Linked DNA regions of Mus musculus: regions 2, 3 and 4 are each linked to region 1. The links are chromatin contacts, called in public promoter capture Hi-C maps. All regions are on one chromosome and are shown on one strand. Each heading gives the region's core, a stretch centred on a gene start, on an enhancer-like site or on the middle of the called end of the contact. The rest is flanking DNA. Distances are from core to core; before and after follow the strand shown. Region 1 holds the start of Lrba (LPS-responsive beige-like anchor). Region 2 overlaps Lrba (LPS-responsive beige-like anchor). Region 3 overlaps Lrba (LPS-responsive beige-like anchor). Region 4 overlaps Lrba (LPS-responsive beige-like anchor).

Region 1 (3,217 bases), core at 324-2,823:
AATCTTTTCTGATGTTGCTTCTCTTAAGTATCCATGTGACAGCTAAAACGGTCTATTTTTCAAGGATGTTTCAAATAATACCTTTTCAAGTGAACCATTTCATTTCTCAAACTCATCTACGTTTCTTTGGATTCCTTCAGAGTACTTTGATTACTTCATCCCGTCATTTTTAGGAACCTGGGAGTATTTTAGTACTTTAAAGTCTTATCCCAGAGAATACTAATAGAACAACTACCTCCTCTATGTTCATTTTATTTTATACTAATGCACCAGGATCAATGCTTTGCCATCATCAGAGGCAGTGAAGAGAATGACAACATTAGACTATGACAATTTGTACTGGCTTCAAATCCTCATTTATATATATTTAAAAGCATCTATAATGAGGCAAACTTAACTTCCACACTGGGAAATTGAGAGGAACCCCCTTTCCCATTTCCAGCCCCCCCCCAACCCCCCCGGTGAATCCCGCCTCCACAGCTCCGAGCAGCTGTCTGAGGAATGAATCCTCTACTCCTTAGAATGTGGGAGAGCTTTGCTGGGGCGGCAGCTGCCAGGCAAGGAATCCTCCCAGTCGCTGTCCCTCCCCTCCGAGCAGCGGCAGCTGCCAGGGCATCCCAGTGGAAATCTTTCCCAGTTAGCGCCGCGGGCGGGCAGGCAGCAGCTGAGCTCAGTCAGGGGTGGAGACTGCTCCCCAGAGGCTCCAGCGCCGCCACCTCAACGACTCCTAAGTCCCTCAGGTGTCCTTCTCCAAGTCCAACACGAGGACACCTTGACAACGTGGGGCGGGTACCCTCGGCGCTCAGAGACCTGCTGTTGCACAGCACCCGCCTCCCGTTCGTCGCCAAAGCACAGTCTGGGCGAAGAGTGCGAGGGAAAAGCGCGCCGCTCGCGGCTCTACCTGAGCAGCGCGCTCTCGAGGCGCGCTCCCGCCCGCGTGGCACCTCCAGCGAGCGCGCGTGCTCTGCTCCGCCACTCACCCGCGATTCTCCGGGCCCGCCCGCACGTCCCCTACTAAGCCGCCTCCGCTAGGGCGCCCGCCCGCTCGCTCGCTCGCCCGCCCCACCACCCCGCGCGCTCGCGCTCGCGCACGCGCACGCCGCGCCCGGCGGCCCTCGGCGCTGTCATGGCGGCGAGGAGCAGCTTCAGTAGGCATAGGGGTAGTCCCGCGCGCCGTAGCCCGGCGTTCTGTGGCAGTAGCATCCTCGGCCACCGCGGCGGCACGAGCCGCGGCGTCGCCCCCGCCTGCAGTAGCTGCGTTTGCAAGGGCTGAGCGCAGGGGTGGGGCGGCCTAGGGAAGCACGGAGTTCTAGGCAGCCGCCGGGCTCCCGGGGAGCGGACTAGGGAAACTTGAAGGCTGCGACCAGGTGCCTTGACCTTTCTCTCCCCGGTCCCGTCCCGGTCCCTGTCCCCGTCCCCGCAGGCGCGTCGGGCCTGCCTTCCCGCCCCAGCACACACCTCCCTTCCTCTCCTCAGCCGAGCTCAGGTGCCCGGGCGAGGTGCTCCACTCCTCCCCCTGGGCCGAGCGCTGAGGAGAATCACCGCCCCCTTCCCCCGCCTTTTCCTGCCCTGGATCTCCGCCGCCACCTCCGTCTCGCTGCGCCCCGGCGGGGGTGAGGACGAGGCCGGAGTCTCCGGGTGAGGAGGAACTTTGGACCTCAGTGGTCGCAGGGGCCCCCCGTCCTCTGCCGGCGACAGTCCCCCGCGGTGCACCTGCCCGCGCCCACCACCTGCGCGGGCTGGGGGGGGGGGGGGAGGAGTGAGCCTGCTCGCCGGCCTGGAGGACCCGCCTTCGGCGGAGCGGGCGATGGAGCCCGGGAGGAGCGGCCGGCCGGCTGGCCCTTGGGGTGCCCTTAGTAACTTATTTGACAGACAGTAACTATTTCCCTCTCCTCCCTAAAAAATCCCACGACAGACCTACCCTATTTAACAGATGTTTAATCTTCCAATAGGCTTTGGCGTTGTTGTCAGCCTCCGGGAGAGAGATTGGACAAATAGTCTCCAAGAGGAGGAGGGCGACGACCAAGGACTTTCCTGCTTTTTTGGGTTTCTCCGCAAGTTGGAACAGAGACCCTTTTTGGTTTAGCGTTTGCGTGTGTGTTGGTGCCTCTTCTCCGTGCAGCGACTGCTGGCCCAGGGTGACTCTGACTTGTCCTTTCTCGTGAACTAGTCATGGCTAGTGAAGACAATCGTGCCCCTTCCCGGCCACCAACAGGTGATGACGGGGGAGGTGGAGGGAAAGAAGAAACCCCTACGGAAGGGGGTGCGCTGTCTCTGAAGCCGGGGCTCCCCATCAGGGGCATCAGAATGAAATTCGCCGTGCTGACGGGGTTGGTTGAAGTTGGAGAAGTGTCCAATAGGGATATTGTAGAAACTGTCTTTAACCTGGTAAGTAGATCAATATTTTATAAGCATATACTTTTCTCGGTGAGTTGGGGAGCAAGACGAAGTTGGGGTCATGTGCTTCACTCAATCTAATGGCTTTTTCCACGGATAGACACAAAATTCTACTTGACCTAAATGGAGCAATTACTTGTATTTCAGTTTAAAGAGAATTATGCAAAATTTGATGCTTCAGGTTTTCAATGAACATGAACAGATCACCTTTGTGCTAATTAAGCAAGTGTTGATGTGGAAGTATATTTGTGTGTGTATGTGTGTGCATGTGTGTGTGTAGTCAGGTGTTCAATGGAGAATTTGGATGTAACTTTTTTTTCCTCTTGGAGTGTATGTTTAAGCCTGCGATTTTTCTCTTTAATATTTTGAATAAATGACTTTTTTTTTTTTGGACTTGGGAGCTAATGTAAGTTTTTGCCTAAGTTATGTTTTGCTATAGTTAGTTTTAAATACAGAATTCATGTTCATAGTGCTGATATAGGCTAACTTGTAAATTAGTATTTTTAAAATTCTGGCTACTTTTAGTTTTAGAAATAACTAACCAAGGTTGAATTTTGCAGTGGGTTTAGGGTTATCTTGTGATAATTGAATGTCAATTTGAAAAAGGCCTGAGGCAGCCACAGTGTGAGCTTGATACTTTTGTAAATTTGTGTTTATCATTGAAACAAACTTGGTCATTGGAAGTTGTTGATTATACTATGGTGGGCAATGGCTTATTTTAAGTGGATATGAGATACTTTCTTTTTTTCTTTTTCCATTCCATTTTTAGAAATTAGTTTTAGTGGAGCCTTTAGACTTTAGTTTTCTGTTGCTTATAAAC
Region 2 (3,217 bases), core at 222-2,721, 480 kb after region 1:
GGATTTAGTCCTCAGTGTTTTCCTCCCATAGAGCTGTCTTTCCAGGAAGGATGGTTAAGTGAAATGTAAACATGGAGAAGAAAAGTAAACTGCTTTGCAAACATTTTAGTGATTTGTTTCTTAAATAAACAACTGATCACTGTTACTGCTATTGAAGATAAAGTGTCTCCCTAGATTGTTATATGATTAAAAGAGAATTTTGAGTATTACTTTATACTGATAGAGTTCAAATACTGCAGCAATGGCTCTAAGGGGTCTTATTGAGACATAACTTTTTGCCCAGACTGTAAGCTACCCCTCTGTCCATACTCTCCACAATGATGCTGTGGTACCATGTAATAGATACAAAACAGCCTCTACTTTTAAACAAATAAGAGTTTAATGGACAGATTAGTTGTATTATATAGTTTTTTTTAACTTTTAAAGAGGTAACTGAGCTTTGCAATCTGCATGTTTAAATACCATTGCTGACGAGGACCCTGTCTGAAGCTCTGGCTATAAGCAATGGGCTTCTCTGAAGGTAAGCCATGAATTTAGGGTCCACAGCAGTAAGAACACTGAAACCCAGAACTTGACCTCTTAGGAGGATAAGGGTTAACTTCCCTAGTTCTCTGTAGCTGGGTTTGAAGGGCTCTAGGTTCCATGAGTTAATGAACTCTTACGTAGTACATGGTGGCCTTTTAAGCCAATGTACTACTTAATAGTCAGTGGATTTTTATTATTAGTGTTTCTCAAATTACAGAAAATAGCTAATGAGTTTCTATTGATCATCTTAAATATACTCACGTTGCTTTTGTTAAGTATAAAGGTCACCATCAACATTGATAAAGGGTATCTCCTTCACAGAAAGAACGAATTAGCTAAAACACCAGGATAGACAGATACCCTTGCCTGCTTTTTATTGGAATGCCTTGCTAAAAGTGACTTAGGTATAAGCAAATTACTTCATTTTGATTCTAGATGCTGAGCCCCTAATAGCTTTTAAATTTATACAGTTTTTGTTTAGCTGTCAAAACATTTAATTATATCATGCCCAAAGGTGTAAAGCTGTCAAATAAATCCGAGTGTAGGCATAAACATTTACTAGGTTATTGTGCTACTACACCCTGGTTACTGGAAGGCTGGTGAACCTGTTTGGGGGAGGGGTATGTGGAAGGACATTAACTCAGCAGGTACAGAACAACACTGGCCTGATGAATTGATGCTTCCTTGTAAAACAGCAGGTAGTAATGCCCCCAAGTCTTTGTAATCTCTCTCTCTCTCTCTCTCTCTCTCTCTCTCTCTCTCTCTCTCTCTCTGCCTACCTCTCTCCCTCTCTCTCTCTCTCTCTCTCTATCTCTATCTCTATCTCTATCTCTATCTCTATCTCTATCTCTATCTCTATCTCTATCTCTATCTCTATCTCTATCTCTCCTCCCCAAAAAATAAAGCCACCGAGCAAGTGTACCTGTCTCTTTGCACATAGTATCCTTGCATTGGCCTTGTCTTTGTTCGTATTAAATGTGAACAATCCCTCTGTCCTACTTCACTTTCTCCTTACAGTCCTTGCTGTGCGAAGAATGACTCCAGTAGCAGTTGGAAAATATTCTAATCAGTCAGCAACTAATTACTATCAGTTTTGAGTTTTCTATGTATAACATTTTTAAAGGGAAAAAATTATTGTTTTCTTTTTCCTCAGTAACTAACTGTCCCATACATTTTCATAAAGTTAGTTTTACAAGCGAGAGCATTAGCACAAATAAGAATGTAGACTTCTCAAATGCAAAATTCACCGAGAGGTGAGGGAGTAAAGTAAATTAGTTCTACTTTGAAGCTTTTATTTTCCTCCCCTTTCAAAATGAATGGGAAGGCCCTTGAGAGGCCCTTGAATGGAAGCTGCTTTTCATTAGTGCTACCAAATACCTACTTGAAAGAGTGGAGTTCTGACTGAACACCCACACAAGAGAAAGGGAAAGCTTCCTTTTCTCCTGCAGGACCATCAGCTAAATAGCTCTTGGCTTCTCTTTTCCAATCAGGTGGTTTCCCATCAGAGTTAATTACTCCAGTCATTTATTCTAATCACCCTCCTCTTATGGCTAGCTGCATTCTGTCATGGGGTGGCATCTTTTGAAGCCAGTTAAGTTTGAAAACCACTGCAGGGTACTTGAGGCTCATTAGTGAGGCCTATCCATGCCTGGCTTTGGATTTGCCCCCTGATTAACTCTGCATCTCCCAGCCTCGCTCCCCCTCCCACCCTCCCCTACCCCCACTCCTCAGTCCCGCTCCAACAGGAATGTTTCAATTAACTCTTACCATGCTGTCTGTCTTTTCACCTAAATGTTTAGGAGAAATGTAAATGTGGTCGTTGCTACTCAGATCCCTGCTGGATCCTGACATTTTAGCAGCATCCTTTGAGTGGGATCCCACTGCCTTGTAGAGATCCTACTAAGAAGAGTTATATTTTTTAACAACAAAGGAGGAAAATGGGGTTTATGGATTAAACACATTTGAGTTCTTGATCCAGTTCTAACTCTATAGCGGTTCCAACTCTGATTTTAAGCACTCTGGGTGTTTTCCCAAGTGACCTGGAGTTGTGGGAAATTTGTAAGACTCTAAGCAGTTACTTATTTTTATCAGGTCTAGTAGTTTAATTTAAAAGCAATTATCAGATCTCATTTAAGAGATACTAGAGTCAGAAAACAAAATGTTTATGTCATTTCTAAAAATGAAGGACAAATGTAACTATTGCATAGTTTGTTTGGCATAGTTATATGAAAATACTTAGAATATTATCCAAAAATTTACAAATAGATATATGTCTGGAAGGGTAAATGAAAATGTCTACCTAATTTGGAAGAGACATGAGATTTTTTATTCTTTCCATACAACAGTTTCATTTGAAGTGGTTTGTATCAAGATGAAATATAAAATTTTAACTCCATGAATTCACAGCTGTTTAAGTAATTAAATCCACAGATGAGCCGAATGGCCCATTTTGTTAGTTCTCTTCTCCCCAACTGTTGTTTTGTATAATGAATTGCTAGTTTATCAAGAGATTTTTAAGCTTAGCAACCAAGAGATATCCTTGGTATTGTCTACCTTGACCTGAAAGGTGCTGATTAATATTCAGTAAAGATAGTGAAAGAGGTAGAGTATAAATTCTTACTCCATTCAATAAGTATTTATCAAATGTCTATAATGATTCAGTTCCAAAGATTCAGACACATAGATCCACATT
Region 3 (3,217 bases), core at 311-2,810, 450 kb after region 1:
ACACCAGTCTGTTGGATTAGGGCCTCATTTTAACATGATTACTTGTATAAATAATCCATCTCCAGATAAGGTCACATTCTGAGTTACTAGAGGTTAAAATACCAACATATGGAGTCATGTTAGAGTGGGTATAACTCAGCCTGCAGTAACCACTTAATTGCCTGTCTTTTCACAAACATCTTTGGAATAACCTTGTACGTTATCTCCTTAATTTAGTGTTCATAAAGTTGTATTACAATTATTTAAATAATCCTGTATACCAAAAATGACATATAATAGATCCTGTTTTGATCACTTTTAAAAATACAATGACATAATTTATGGTCCCCATGCCTGGGAGCAATGTAATCTGCATCTCAGCAGCAGATGACTTGTTTATGTTTCCATCAGGATCATCCTACGAATGGCCAACTTGACACCATAGGGCAATATAAGTTATAACAGATACTCGTAAAATAGATACTCCCTAAATTGGAGAGTCTTACAAATACTGTTTGAAAAATTTAGTGTGTATGTAACAGGAAAATTTATTCTTTGATGTGTTTGTGTGATTGACCCACCTGAGCATGAATCTGTTGATATGAGATGTCATAGCCAGTTTAGAACCATACGGTAAGTGACACAAAATAGTTCATGAAGGATAGGCATGGTATTTCAATAAAATATAGGCAATTTCTAATACTGGCTTATGCATAAAACATGAACAACAATTATAAGACATATAAAGAGTAAGTTGCCAGGTGTGGTGATGCACACCTTCAATCCCAGAACTCCGGAGGCAGAGGCAGGCGGATCTCTGTTAGTTCAAGGCCAGACTGGTCTGCAAATCAAGTACCAGGATAGCCAAGTCTACACAGAGAAACCCTGTCTTGAAAGCTCCCAAATATAATAGTAGTAGTAGTAGTAGTAGTAGTAGTAGTAGTAGTAGTAGTTGTAGTAGTAGTTGTAGTAGTAATAATAATAATTTTATTAAAGTTAAGGAGCTGAAATATTATAATAGAATGTTCTAGATTTTAGGTAAGCTATATTTATATTTGTCAGATTATGTTGTAATTTTCAAAATGGATACTGAAAAATTGCCCTGAATGATTACTGTATGAGTCCCCCCATCATCAATAGTCCCCCTATAATACTTAGGAAATATACATTTAATTATTTAAAAGCACAAGTTAAATTTTCACATATGTTTTGTACCAGTTGCAATAAATATATTCCAGTAAATATAAAGCTTTAGCTGGGCCTGATAGCACAGTACTGTAATCCCAGCTACACAGGAGGCTGAGACAGGAGCACATGCTCAGAGCCTGACTGAAAACTCAAGGCCAGCCTACCCAGTGTGGCCAAGTTAAAAGAGGAGCTCCAGCTCCTGGCTTGCACATTTGCATATGTAAGGTCCTGAATTCTGTCCTCTGTTTCACAAAGACAAAGAAAAAACAGCAGCTTCTTACAGCACCAGAGAGACCCTGAGAAAAAGTAAGGTCTCCCATTTAAGTGACAGCATCTCCCTCTTCTTTTCCTTGGGGCCCACTAAGGTACTCTGCTTATTGGCTTACTTCCTCTCCTGGGCTCCTCTGCCTCTTCCTGTGAACACATTTCACTTCCTCCCCTCAGTCGCACTCACTACACAGTGGTTTCAGTTGTTCTAAGTCTTTCTAAGTGACACCTTCCCTGTTGTAGTTGGCCTGTGTTGTGTAAGATTAATCCTCTCAACAGGTACCATGTTTCTGTCCTGACAATCCAATGCCTTCGATGAAAACCTCTAGTCTTCTCTGTTTTCTTTTGTCAACTTTTTTTGTTCTCTGCACTAGAGAAGATACTGCAATGCATTTAGTGTATTTTTAACTCTTCATTGTGTGTTTTTCATAGGTATTTGTTCTTTATTTTAATAAAGCTTTGTTCAATTCAAGCTTTTGTTTTTAAGAAAAAGGTAACTGTGTCTCACTGAGCATTTAATATGTTCTATATTCTGCTATATATTCTGGATTAGTTTCTTTAATCCTTACAACAGTCCTGTGAGATAAGTGCTATTTCTCTACTCTATATTAGGCAGCTGAGCCAGAGTTTATGTAACTTGCCAAAGTCATGACTATTGATCATTAGTATACTGAGCTGAGACTCCAATGCATGCTGACCATGTTCACCCCACTGTGCTGCCTGTGGGGTAGTTCTATTGCCACATGTGCTATAATAGGTTGTGGTTATATAGAAAGTTCTTTGAAAATGCACTTTATATTAGATTTATTGAATGAAAATATGAATTGAATGAGAAAAATACTTTCACCTACTGGTTTTCATTTAAAAAAACTCAAAATTTATTAATTAATTTATTTATCTTCATTAAATAAAATTAATGAAAAAAGGATGGTTCAGATGATAAAAATTGTAGATGTGAGTTAATGTATTTGTTTATAGATGCATAAGAAAAATATTCTTATGAAACAGATCTCTAGCAACATTTTAATAGTTGATGTTTAGATGATTTCTTTATTCTTTGCTGGTCAGATTATTTTAGTAGGTATTATTTTTTCAAAACTTAAATAAAGAGCAAAATTATATTTGTAGAATGACGATGTGACATATTGTATGTTAGAGAAAATGCTTAGTACTAATCAGAAAGAACAGTACAGGGGGTGGGGATGGATTAAGCTTTTGAATTGGCTCACATAATTATTGAAGACATAAATTGTCTTAGTGTAGAGACCCAAGAGAACCTGTGGTGTAACTCAGTTCAAGATTTTGACCAAGGGAGCCAGTGTTAAAACTCTAAGTATGCTGTACTAATTATTTTTTATGCTATAATAAAATACTATAAAATATCAACATCAACTTAAGCATTTGGGCTTGTAGTTAACTAGATGTCCATAATGATAGGGCAAGCATGGTGACAGTAGCAGGAAGATGAGAGATCACATGTCAGCCACACACAGGAAGCAGAACAAGCAGGAAGGAGATGAGGCTGAAAGTCTCAAAGCCCACCCCCAGTGACATACTTCCTCCAGTAAGATTCTACTGCCTAAACGTTCCATAACCTTCCAAAGCAGCAGCACCAAGTCTGACCAGGGGTTCAAATACTTGAGCCTGTGGGGAGCATTCTTGTTTAAACCACACCTGGGAAGCCACTGATAGAATTCTTACAGTGAGAGAAATCTTGAGAAACAGGCGACCACTGGTGTAAATCACAGAATCTAAAGACCCAAGAACCTCAAGCAGTAATATC
Region 4 (3,217 bases), core at 210-2,709, 410 kb after region 1:
TATGAAGATAAGTGCCAAGCTATCTCTGTCATATACGGCATGTGACAAAACACTCTACAAGCCAAGGTTGTATAAAAATGATGACCAGGCTTGTTTCATTTGTCATTTAGATACAAAAGAGCTAGAACTAAAATAAGACACTTGTTCTTCCTATAGTACACTATGGCCTGAATAACAAAGACTCTTTGTTCATTTTCCTCCTCTGCAAGGCAGATGGGATGCAACCAAGTAACCATGGTTTTCTTTAAAAAGCTTCAAAAACACATAGATTATTGACTTTCATTTGGGGTTGCTGCTGTGGTACACAGTTAACAAAGTTAAAGGGAAAGTAAATAGGAGACATTAATTACAGTATATATTTCAGATAGAAACTGTTTTAAAGCATGGTTTCAATGTCCCCAAGACAAAAATATGCATTTTCCATTTGTGATAACTTGTCCTAAAGTGCTTCTCCAGATACTAAGTAAATAGGAAGAAACACCTAAACAATATGTTGTTAAATACTACATACACACACACATACATACATACATACATACATACATACATACATACATACAACAATAGCTATGTTGTCATGCAGAAATACAGTACAATTTCAAGTAATATATCTTAATTTTTTTCTTTCTTTTTTAATACACGAGACTCACTGTGTAGCTCTGGCTGACCTGGAACTCACTGTGTAGACTAGGCTGACCCTGAATTCACAGAAGTCTGCCAATCTGTTTCACTTTCTGACTGCTAGGATTAAAGGTGCATGCTACTCTAACCAGCGTTTCTTCTTTTCTTTCTATATGCATCTTACTTTAACCGGATACTCCAATGAATGAATTTTAATATCTGAGTTCATCATTAATATTTGCATTATCCCAGGCAACACATACCATTCTAGATCTGGCCTGTAGTTTGGTCTTAGTGCCCTAACTCTTTGCTGCCTGTAAGCAGATGACTGTAGCTGCTGGTACATTTTATATCTCCCAGACACAGCGTTTTTACACCTGCAAAAATGGAGGGTGCTAATAGGCCTGGATGATACAGAATTGTTTTTAATATAGTGGGTTTATTTATTTATGACTCTGAGAATCTTTGTTTATATCGGACAAATAGAAACATTGCTGTCATGTGGAGCATTCCTTTGGGTCCATACACTACTTCCTGGAATATTCCCAAACCAAATAATTACAACAGTCACTGACTTTTTTGACATAACATTTCTTTTACCGTTCTCTGAACCACAAACCTTCATCTGTGCATGTACATCAGATACCTTACTGTTATTTTTGACATTTACCCTCAATATCATTGTAATATAAAAACCATGAGGGAACAGTTGGTTCACCAGTATTTCTATTTTAATCTAGTGTTTTGCTTTCACTTTGTCATGACTCTATCACTATGTGCTGGCACTCTGTACTCTTAGAAGAGGATAAGCTCTGCCCTTGTGCTGATTCCGCATTTCCGATCATTCTGTGTGTACATGACAGCATGAGATGGCTTTCAGGAGACCGTCATGATCCTAAGCAGAGCCATAGAGGTCCTCTTGTGTTCCCTTCCAGACCCTTCTCTACGTTGACATCTTGCCACTGCTCTGTACACCACAAAATGGGTCTTTGCAAAGTAGCACTCTTTAACTCTTTCAGGCTTAATTCCTGGGGCGTGCTCCAGACCCTTTCTGTTCTCTCGTTAGCTCTCTTTTCTTAACAATATTTTTCAAGAAAACTTATACTGTGAGGTATTAAAAAGTCTGAGACTTGTGGATTTCAGAAGTTTGTTCATTTGAATAAATCTGTGCACTATAGATAGGGTTTCTGAGGTTTCCTGCCAATTCTTCCTGACCATCTTGGCCTCAGCAGCTACAAACATGTTCCTAGAGTTTGTGGAAAGTCACTTCTGAAAGGTTGGTCTGAGCTGCAGCAGTTCATATGTAAATGTCGAAAGGAAAGAAGGAAGGGTGCTGCCAGCATATGACATCACAGCAGCTGTGTTACAGGATGGGCTTTGCACAGAGCTCTCCTGAGTGCCTTACACATGTGGCTCATAGATAAACCTACTGAACAAAGGTCATATTTGAAAAATAGTGTGCAGATACTGAAATTAGGGAAAACAACTGCTAGCACAGCACTTTCAGATGGAGACAAAGATGTGGAGAGGGAGTTTTAAATCTTACATTTGAGTAGCTAAGACTGAAGTTGAGTTTGAGCTAAATTACTTGTTACTTCATCTCATTTTTTTTGTGAATAAATAATCAGGTTTTATAAGTTATAAAATTCAATCTGGAAGCATTATTCTTTTATTAAGTAACTTCAAGTTATAGTTTTCAAAATTCAAAGAAGAAAAAGCTAATTTTTACTGGTAGTTAAGAGTCAGTGAAGTTTTAAGGTGTCTATGAAAACAAAAGTTTTTCATTAATCTGATTAAAAGATGATTGTCAGTTGCTTTGATATTTTCCAGCTTTTCATATAAATTATTTAGGTGCTTAGATCTTTGAAAAATGCGTTTACTTTTGGACTTTTTGGAGGCTGCAGTGAGGGAGGCTGAGGGGCAGGGAGGCTGCAGTGAGGGAGGCTGAGGGGCAGGGAGGATGCAGTGAGGGAGGCTGAGGAGCAGGGAGGCTGCAGTGAGGGAGGCAGAGGGGCAGGGAAGCTGCAGTGAGGGAGGCTGAGGGGCAGGGAGGCTGCAGTGAGGGAGGCTGAGGGGCAGGGAGGATGCTATGAGGGAGGCTGAGGGGCAGGGAGGATGCTATGAGGGAGGTTGAGGGGCAGGGAGGCTGCAGTGAGGGAGGCTGAGAGGCAGGGAGGCTGCAGTGAGGGAGGCTGAGGGGCAGGGAGGCTGCAGTGAGGGAGGCTGAGAGGCAGGGAGGCTGCAGTGAGGGAGGCTGAGGGGCAGGGAGGCTGCAGTGAGGGAGGCTGAGAGGCAGGGAGGATGCAGTGAGGGAGGCTGAGGGGCAGGGAGGCTGCAGTGAGGGAGGCTGAGGGGCAGGGAGGCTGCAGTGAGGGAGGCTGAGGGGCAGGGAGGCTGCAGTGAGGGAGGCTGAGGGGCAGGGAGGCTGCAGTGAGGGAGGCTGAGAGGCAGGGAGGCTGCAGTGAGGGAGGCTGAGGGGCAGGGAGGCTGCAGTGAGGGAGGCTGAGGGGCAGGGAGGCTGCAGTGAGGGAGGCTGAGGGGCAGGGAGGCTGCAGTGAGGGAGGCTGAGAGGCAGGGAGGCTGCAGTGAGGGAGGC

The links. Promoter capture Hi-C pulls out the DNA fragments that hold promoters and counts their contacts.
Region 2: a contact with region 1 is called in a promoter capture Hi-C map of second pharyngeal arch cranial neural crest, with 3 times the contacts expected there. The contact joins the enhancer-like site here to the promoter of Lrba in region 1. A contact is called at or near these places in 9 of 39 promoter capture datasets (3T3-L1-derived adipocytes, cranial neural crest, embryonic stem cells and 4 more), 2 of 115 datasets of contacts at active chromatin or transcription factors (embryonic stem cells and large pre-B cells) and 2 of 9 other capture datasets (adipose tissue and liver).
Region 3: a promoter capture Hi-C map of stem cell-derived epiblast-like cells shows a contact between it and region 1, with 2.4 times the contacts expected there. The contact joins the enhancer-like site here to the promoter of Lrba in region 1. A contact is called at or near these places in 7 of 39 promoter capture datasets (the 3T3-L1 cell line, the C10 cell line, HPC-7-derived erythroid cells and 4 more), 2 of 115 datasets of contacts at active chromatin or transcription factors (embryonic stem cells and stem cell-derived neural progenitor cells) and 1 of 9 other capture datasets (adipose tissue).
Region 4: a contact with region 1 is called in a promoter capture Hi-C map of liver, with 2.7 times the contacts expected there. The contact joins the enhancer-like site here to the promoter of Lrba in region 1. A contact is called at or near these places in 7 of 39 promoter capture datasets (the C10 cell line, the HPC-7 cell line, embryonic stem cells and 4 more).

What each region holds. Positions count from the first base shown.
Region 1 is chr3:86,223,117-86,226,333 of GRCm38.p6, forward strand. It overlaps Lrba (LPS-responsive beige-like anchor), which reads left to right and starts at 1,574. Exons shown (of 57, transcript NM_030695.2): 1 at 1,574-1,638; 2 at 1,953-2,388. The coding sequence starts at 2,173.
Region 2 is chr3:86,699,305-86,702,521 of GRCm38.p6, forward strand. The region is part of intron 47 of Lrba (LPS-responsive beige-like anchor); the gene reads left to right. Among named protein-coding and RNA genes, the nearest start is that of Gm52625, 49 kb to the right of the region's middle. Within about 2 kb of position 1,472, at least 38 of the 459 cell types and tissues checked have an H3K27ac peak or open chromatin away from gene starts, as enhancers often do. A contact at or near this core is called in second pharyngeal arch cranial neural crest, where this site is marked.
Region 3 is chr3:86,676,406-86,679,622 of GRCm38.p6, forward strand. All of the region lies in intron 47 of Lrba (LPS-responsive beige-like anchor), which reads left to right. Among named protein-coding and RNA genes, the nearest start is that of Gm52625, 72 kb to the right of the region's middle. Within about 2 kb of position 1,561, at least 38 of the 459 cell types and tissues checked have an H3K27ac peak or open chromatin away from gene starts, as enhancers often do. A contact at or near this core is called in pre-B cells and stem cell-derived epiblast-like cells, where this site is marked.
Region 4 is chr3:86,634,187-86,637,403 of GRCm38.p6, forward strand. All of the region lies in intron 44 of Lrba (LPS-responsive beige-like anchor), which reads left to right. Among named protein-coding and RNA genes, the nearest start is that of Gm31677, 84 kb to the left of the region's middle. Within about 2 kb of position 1,460, at least 42 of the 459 cell types and tissues checked have an H3K27ac peak or open chromatin away from gene starts, as enhancers often do. A contact at or near this core is called in hippocampal neurons, liver and stem cell-derived epiblast-like cells, where this site is marked.